2 separate regions of the Gossypium hirsutum genome follow, and region 1 is linked to region 2. The links are chromatin contacts, called in public Hi-C maps. All regions are on one chromosome and are shown on one strand. The core of a region is the stretch at or near the end of the contact, and the rest is flanking DNA. Distances in the headings are between cores, read along the strand shown. Region 1 has its middle 13 kb from the start of LOC107895241. Region 2 holds the start of LOC107895249 (protein SAWADEE HOMEODOMAIN HOMOLOG 2).

Region 1 (3,967 bases), core at 73-2,572, 140 kb after region 2:
AAATTTTAATAATCTTAATGATGCTGATTCAAATTCAGATGATGATGAATTTGATCAATGACCAATAGATGATAAAGAGTATATGTTTAATATTAAGGAGGGAATAACCCAAAAAAATATGCACTAGAACAATTAGATAAAATTGTATATGATGTTTATTTTTCTTGCTATTTTTATTAGTAATCATATTATCAATTACTTTTTTTGACTAACATAATATATATCATAATTTAATTTTAATTTTTGGTACTTATTTAAAAATTATTTTTATCATACTAATATTTTTTTATGGCAATTAATATTTTTAAAAAAAATATAAATTATGTAATTGTGTAATTATAAATTGTATTACCAACCATAACATAAAAAATTATAATATAATTACACTATGACAACCAAACACTCTAGAAAATTATAATTCTTTGTAATTACAAGTGTGTAATTATTACCATAATAAACTCTGTACTATTCAAATAGAAATTGAATAAAAAATTTTGAAATTTAATAACTATTTTAAATTTTGAATCACAATTTAAAAAGGTGAGGTACAACCAACCTTTAAAAAACAATTTCAAGAGGGTGATGATGATGAAGCTTGTGCTACTGAAGACCAAATCACTAAGAAGGTGCGTTTTAAGGATAAGAATACAGATCTAGACGTAGTAGTCGATATGGATTTGACTCCTAAACCAACTTTATTTTGGAAAGAGAGGCTAATGGGAAAAGGCCTTACTGATTCGAAAATGGTGGCAGGAAATACAAAATTGGATGTGGATGACGATTTTGATTTTTACGAAGGGGATATCAAGAGGTTGACTGTTAATGGCATTCCGTCAATTGAATTTTCGAAAAGGGTACACCAACTTCTCATTAAAGACATGTCTACTACGATGGTGCTAAAATTCCTGGGCAAAACATAGGGTATGCAACTCTACAAAATAGGGTTTACAACCTTTGGAGGCCTTCTTTGCCATTGCAGCTGATGGACATTGAGAATGAATATTTTCTGGCGAAATTTCAAAGTAAAGAAGATTCCGAAAACATCCTTTCTCAAAGTGCCTAGGTCATCTATGGACAATATCTGACGGTGCAACCTTAGACTATGGATTTTAATCCTGTGCAACCTTACCCTAGCATTTTGATGTGTTGGATTAAATTACTAGGCCTATCGGGATACATGTGTAAGAGAAAGGTTCTTTGGGAGATAGGATAAATGGTGGGGAAGGTTGCCAAATTGGATTTTAATATGGATAATAGAGCGAGGGGTCACTTTGCCCGTATGGCAGTATACATTTAGTTGGATAAACCGTTGATCTCTCAGGTCTTGATCAATGGCATCCCACAACGTGTAAAGTATGAGTCCTTATCGATAATTTACTTTTCTTGTGGGCGGTATGGACACGTGAAGGAATTTTGCCCAAAGGCTGATGGAGTTATGTCGCATTCATAGGTTAATAATTTACCATCCGATACACTGAGGGTGGAAGCTAAGCATGGTGGAAGCAAGTAGGGATTATGGGCCTTGGATGTTGGTTGAGAGAAAATCCAATTTCCCAAAAGATGGGATTGGAAAACCATGCAAGAAAAACTGGTAGATCCCGATTTAGTGCGCTGATGGATTTAGATAAGAAATGTTTTAGTTTCCCAAAAGAGGGTTATAATGTTTTAATTTCTAAGAAATTATTGGGATCCCGTAATAAAAGGAAAGAAATTATGGGCGGTGAAATCCAAGATGATTTAATTATTAATGGAAGAATAGATCATGGGTTATTGAGGGAGAAAATTGGGCAAAATAATAACATAGCCTAAGGAAAGTGGTCTGGGGTTATGGGTACAAGTGAGGAAGCGACTATAGTAGAAAGCATATTAGAATTAGAGGAGGCTAAAAAAATTGAAAGGCGAACAGGCAGCTGGTGCAAGGAAATGGCCTGGCCTAAAAAAAATGCGCTGAAGGTAGCAATAAAGGCGAGTTTGTCTATTTTGTCCAAGGCTACATGGGCTCAGATTTGTTAGGTCAGGCTATGGAGGCCCAAGTGCATATGGATCAATCTAGTCTTGTTTCTGAAGCTGCACTATTACCTGTTGTCTCTTCCAATGAAGCTGCTACTATAGTTGGAACAATCATGGGTGTTGAAACCCAATGTGCAACCACATCCCATTTTAACCTGACATTCGAAAGACTGATGGAGTTTGGAATTCTGATGAGTGACGGTAGTTTGGATCCCGAGAAGCATTCATCAGTCACTTTTAAGGAAAACTTTTCCCGAAATTATGTATGCACAGTGAGGGAGGAAAGTGGTTCGCTTTAGGTAATGACAATTCTAGTGTTAAAGGGCAAAGTGCTAGTAAGAAGAATGGTTTCGATAGGGTGGGAAGAAAATTAACAAAGGTCAAGGGAGTCGGTTTAATACGACCAGAAGCTCTCGAGTTCCTTTATATGATTCAATAAATTCCTTAGTTGAGCTTATTTCCTCTCAACTTGAAATTAAAGCTAGTAAGGGAAACCTGAATAAGACAGAAGAACAGTTGGAAGTCACGGAAGTGTTCGGGCAATAAAAGTTGTTTCTTTTTCTCTATCTACTATAAATATGAATTTATCTATTTTTTCTTGAAACTACCATGGATGTGCTAGCTTTAAATTTTCCTATATTTTACGAGAATATAATTTGGAGTATAAACCAAACATTGTTAGTCTACTTGAACTGAGAGCTAGTGGCACCAAAGTAGATGCAAATGTTGCTAAGTTGGGATTTCAGTGTTCCCATAGCATAGAAGTGTTGGATATTCTAGGGGTATTTGGATTGGTTGAAAGGATTCGATTCCAATCAAGGTGGTTCGGAATCATCCACAATTTATTCTGATTCGGGTTTTAAGTAACATTCCATCAAAGTCTGTTTTCATAGTTTTTGTTTATGGTAGCCCTGATAGACAGAAGCGTAAGTTCCTTTGGGATACTTTGAAATCGTCTATTCCTTCGATATCATTTCCTTGGATGGCTATTAGTGATTTTAATGCTATTCTTTACTCTAGTGACAAGAAAGGTGGACATTCTAGTGGAAGGAGATTCTTTTTTTTGGTGACTTTGTTGATTCGACTAAATTATAAGATTTGGGGTTTAAGGGTCTCTCTTTTACTTAGTATAGAGGTGTTTTTGAGAGGCTTGATCGAGCTCTTGGCAATGATGATTGGATGAAAGCATTTTTAATTGCATGGTTACTCATCTCTCAAGAATTAAATTTGATCATAGGCCTTTACTTCTTTCCTTTAGGCTGGAGTTCAATATGTTGAGGGGAAGGGTTTTTCATTTTCTGGAAGGATGGATTAAACATCTAAATTTCTCTGATTTTGTCCAAGGCAAGCGACACTTTAATGGAAGTATGTCAACCTCACTTTCTCAATTTACTTCTAGTATTAAAGAATGAAATAAAACGGACACATTGGGACTTTTAAAAGACAATTGTTAAATAAGTTGTCGGGTATTCAAAGGGCACTAGAGCGTTCTAATTTGAATAATCTAATCCAGCTGAAAATGAAGGTATGAGATGAATTAGAAGTTGTTTTTCATCATGAAGAGTTACATTGGAAACAAAAGGCCAGATGTGATTGGCTCAAATTGGGAAATCGAAACACTAAGTTCTTCTATAACCATACAATATAGAGAAGAAAGTGTAATCGGATCACTACGTTGTGGAATCCTGATTGTGATTGGATTTTTGACCAAGATGTACTTCAGCTAGATGTGTTCAGATTTTTTTTCAAAAGTTGTATGGTGATGTTCCAGATACCATGACAAGACTACCTTTTAGCTCTTTCCCATGTCATGATGTTTGTGACCTAGAATTTCTAGGTAAGGCGATTTTTATGAGGAAATTAAAATGACACTATTTGACATGGCACCTTTAAAGGTTTTGAGTAGTTATGGTTTTCACGCCCTCTTTTTTCAGAAGCAATGAGGGTAGTTGATGGT
Region 2 (4,085 bases), core at 1,389-3,888:
TGAAATGTGAATCTGTGGCTGTCCTGGATTGATCTGGATTCTGCAGCTTTTGCATTGCTTCAGTTGATGAGCCGATAATCTTTGGTGCGGGAGCAGTAGATTGATCGGTGCTAGTTTTGTGTTGATCATTGGATAAGTTACTTGCGGTATGCAGTTGCTGCAACCTGTAATCAGTTTCAGGCCGACGGCAAACCTTCCTCAGAGGTACAATTTCCTATGGAATGCAAGTTAATGTTATTACAGTGAATATCATCAAAATGGAGGACTCAAACAATGAAATAATGGAGTGATTAACTAATACCTCGGACTGGTCATGATCGTAGCGCACCAGAAATCTACAACGACAACCTCGTATGTCATGCCTCCGCCTTTGCGCATCGAGGACATGGGCATCAAAATAGAGAGCCTGATCTTTACCTTCCTGTAAATTTTGAAAGCATCAAGAAAACGAATTCTAAGAAAGGATTGATTAAAAGAAATATATATTCTCAATGATTGATCAGATATTTTAAGCAGAAATCCACCTGAAAACATAGTACAAGGTCCCCAGGAAGAACTGCAACACACTCAGAAGCTTCACACGGGAGGGACCGTTGCCTGACATGCTTCCGAATGTTTACCCACTCATCCTCCTCTGGTCCAAAACCAGCAATCCGAACCTGTACTTCCTGCAAAAAGATAGCAAAATATTTTGGAATACTTTTTTCAGATGGCAATTTGTGGTATTTTCAGTTCTGCATAAAACTATTAGAAAACTTACAGAAGAGAACTATCAGAACATTTTATTCAAAAGTGAAAAACAAATTTCATGTCAAAAATTGAAAGATGGGATCAGGTAAACATAAGAAATAAGAAAAGAATAATCCGTGTTAGTAATTTATGAACTCAGGCAACAGTGAATCATAAGTACAGCACTTGCACCGGCATATGCAGTGATAGTGGACTAAAAAATTACCGGATCACCTGCATCCAAATATCTATGGGCCAGAAAAGTCGCAACATCATACCTGAAAACAGGAGATTTAAGAGGATTGGGTTGACTGCAAATATTTGTTTATCAGTGAAACAAATTTTAAATAGACAAAGATGAACAAACTTACCATGCACCATCCCTTGAAGATTTAGCTTCAAACTCCATATAAGATTCTGACAAATTCCTTCCTGCACCTGGAACTGAGAGCAGCAAATGAGGACTATAAATCTGAAGTGCGATGATACGGAAGACTTGAAAGGGAAAAAGAACTCTAAAGACAGTCAGAAATTATTCTACCTGTAGAAGCAGGCATTGGAGCAGTCATATGAGGAGGCACGGGAGCTGCAACAGGCTGTGGCACATTTCTCATGGGATTGGAATCATCCCGAGGCATAGATGTAATATTTAGCTTCCCAGGAACCTTATTTGATTTTGCCCTTATCGCATAGCGCCTATTCTGGAACCAGTTCCATATCTACACAAGAAGTTTTCCAAGTGTAATCGGTTGAAAATATTTCCTCCTTAACAAAAAAATAAAATCCAACTTCTTACTTGCTTAAACTGCACAACGATCTTCCCTTTCCGTTCTGCCGACTCACTACATCCAAAGCAAATTTGCTTACAGTTTCTTATAAGAGAAAAAAAAAAAAAAAAGAACTATACATCATGCAACACAATGTTGTTGAGGATACTAATGCATACCTGAACTTATCTGCAAGACTCATAAGGATCTCTCGAACAGGCATCTGATTATGGTGCTCCTGGAGAATAGTCTCCATCTCCGCCACCTTAATGCAGAGATTATGTTACAAATTCATTGTTTAAAGAAATAAACGAAAAAAACTATACTACACTAGAACTTACGAAAGAAAAATCTTGAAACAAAGCCTATGCACTTACAACTACGTTTATTTACCAAAAATATTAAAATTGGATTACTAACACTACCATTAACAAAATAGACTAAATGCTAAACAATCTATCACACAAAAAACTCAACCAATCAAAGCAATCATTAGCAGAAATTTTCAAATAAAAAAAACCCAGAAATTAGTTGACTAAAGCATGCAATCCCACTGACCCATTTGAGATTTCAAACTAAAAATCGAAACCATTACTATGAAACAACACTATAAGCAATATAACTAATTTCTCTTGAAAAGAAAAAGGGTACCTCAGTTTGGGTGAAACGAAAGGCAGGGCCGCCACTACTCGGATGCCGACCCATCTATTCCAACACTCTTGGTCGCGCGGGCTTTTTTCCCTTTTTTTTTCTTCTTTCTAGAAAAATATAAACTTGATATGCTTTTGGGTATTGAAGTATAGTAAGTGCAATTTTTTTTTTTTATGATTATTCTGGAGAGGGACCAGATTTTGTCTTATCAAAGGTTTAGAATTTCTGATAGAACTATGGACAATAGAAAATAAAAAAGAGAAAGCAAATTTGTTTGGGATGGGGGTAGTTTCGACCCTAATTCAGTCGCCAATGCGAGTGAATCCCGTGATTTTTCGGTCTCCTTTTTTACCTTTGTCTTAAAAAGAGAAAGATTTTCATTTTCTTTTCCATTTTACTAATGATATTGGAGTGCTCGGCGATGTCTAAGGGCTGAAAACCAACGGCATATCAGATATATACCTAAAAAACACAATTTGGTTGCAAATCAATTTGCTGAACTTTAGCTAACGTGTTCGCAAGTTTTTTATAAGGCTCCTAATAAAATCTCAAAGGTCTTAAAAGAAAATCAAAGCGAGTGATGTTTTCAAACAATTGACTTAATATAATTTATCTTCTCCTTTTCCGCTCTGGCTTTATGCATCCTATCAACTTATACTTGCAAATTGGATTTGATTATCAAATTCCAAGTGCTAATCACTTAGTAAAATTTTGATACATAGAAAAGTCAATGTAGACATTGTAATGCAAAATTTATGAATAAAGTTATAAATTCATTTTCAGAAAGTAAATGGTAAAAACTAGTGATTGTAATATTTCATTGAATGGGATACATAACCAAGTTTTTTTTTCCATCATACTAAGTTTAACTACAGATGAAGAGGTCGGCCTTTTGTTCTCTGATCACCGTTTGATGCTGCATCATTTGTTTCTTGCAGTCCAGATTTATGGTAAGGATTCTGTAAATCACTCTCCATGAAGGTGATCCTGCTGAAGATTTTGGAACTTCATTTTCGACAATTATGCGACTTGTCACCATTAAGATGCAATCAGAGAATGGTTGATATCAGCCTTTGGTTTCTTTCTCTGCTTGCGTTTCTTCTGCTTTTCTTTGAGCCTTAATTGATCCTTAACGCTTCTTTCCCATTCCTTCCGGTGTTTTGAGTAAAGAAGCATTGCAGCACGAGCATCGTCTACCTGACGAATGACAATACATGTTAGTTTGAAAACGTTGCATTGTTGGTTTAGAGCAAAAATAGGGAAAGCTGTCTCAAAGTTTGCCCCTAAACACATTTGAGCTAAACCAACTCGAATATGTTTCAGAAAAAGACCATAATTCCCTTGATAATTACAAAACAACCCTTTCTAATTAAGTTCTACACAATAAGGATCTTTTGAGAGCTTGGCAGACCAGCAGTGAAGAAACACTTGAGAAGGAACTTTCCAGCCCCAAGTATTCTTCCAAAGAAAACTACCTTCCCTTGTAATGAATAACAGATGACATAACACAATTGTGTCACCTTATTGTCGCGCATTGGCCTTCAAGAATGAAAATGTTTAAAATGAACAAAATTACCACTCTAGTGACAAGCCTGTGACTTTGAGCATCTCAGATTCAGATTAGTAATGTCAACAACCTTCTAATAGACAAGTTTAGAGCATATCAGATCAATCAACCAAGTCTTTTTCTGTAGTTTCAATGTAATTATTTCATGTTTGCTAACAGTTTGGAGAACAAGTATCTAATGAACATTTTACTTACAGGGCAGTGTTCGCCATTCTGGATCTCAACACCTAGAACCTCTGCTGCAAGATGCCGAAGTGCCTTTCTGCGTCCTTCCCTGTTGCAACAACAATCATTGTTATCTGAGGCACCATAGGAGCTGTTTAACACACTCAATTGTCCAGGCAATAATAGCTAAGAGATGAAAGACTAAT

What was found. A called contact is a pair of places that touch in the nucleus more often than the background predicts.
Region 1: a Hi-C map of leaf shows a contact between it and region 2, with 2.5 times the contacts expected there. The contact joins the enhancer-like site here to the promoter of LOC107895249 in region 2. A contact is called at or near these places in 2 of 34 Hi-C or Micro-C datasets (hypocotyl and leaf).

Annotation. Positions count from the first base shown.
Region 1 is chrA13:97,444,384-97,448,350 of Gossypium_hirsutum_v2.1, forward strand. No RefSeq gene overlaps it. Among protein-coding and RNA genes, the nearest start is that of LOC107895241, 13 kb to the right of the region's middle. Within about 2 kb of position 1,323, at least 8 of the 9 cell types and tissues checked have an H3K27ac peak or open chromatin away from gene starts, as enhancers often do. A contact at or near this core is called in hypocotyl and leaf, where this site is marked.
Region 2 is chrA13:97,299,532-97,303,616 of Gossypium_hirsutum_v2.1, forward strand. LOC107895249 (protein SAWADEE HOMEODOMAIN HOMOLOG 2) reads right to left here and starts at 2,639. Exons shown (of 9, transcript XM_016820532.2): 1 at 2,148-2,639; 2 at 1,676-1,761; 3 at 1,526-1,571; 4 at 1,271-1,448; 5 at 1,101-1,173; 6 at 956-1,007; 7 at 525-668; 8 at 302-421; 9 at 1-214. The coding sequence starts at 2,201. It overlaps LOC107895248 (RNA exonuclease 4), which reads right to left. Exons shown (of 9, transcript XM_016820531.2): 8 at 3,910-3,988; 9 at 2,900-3,344. The coding sequence ends at 3,186.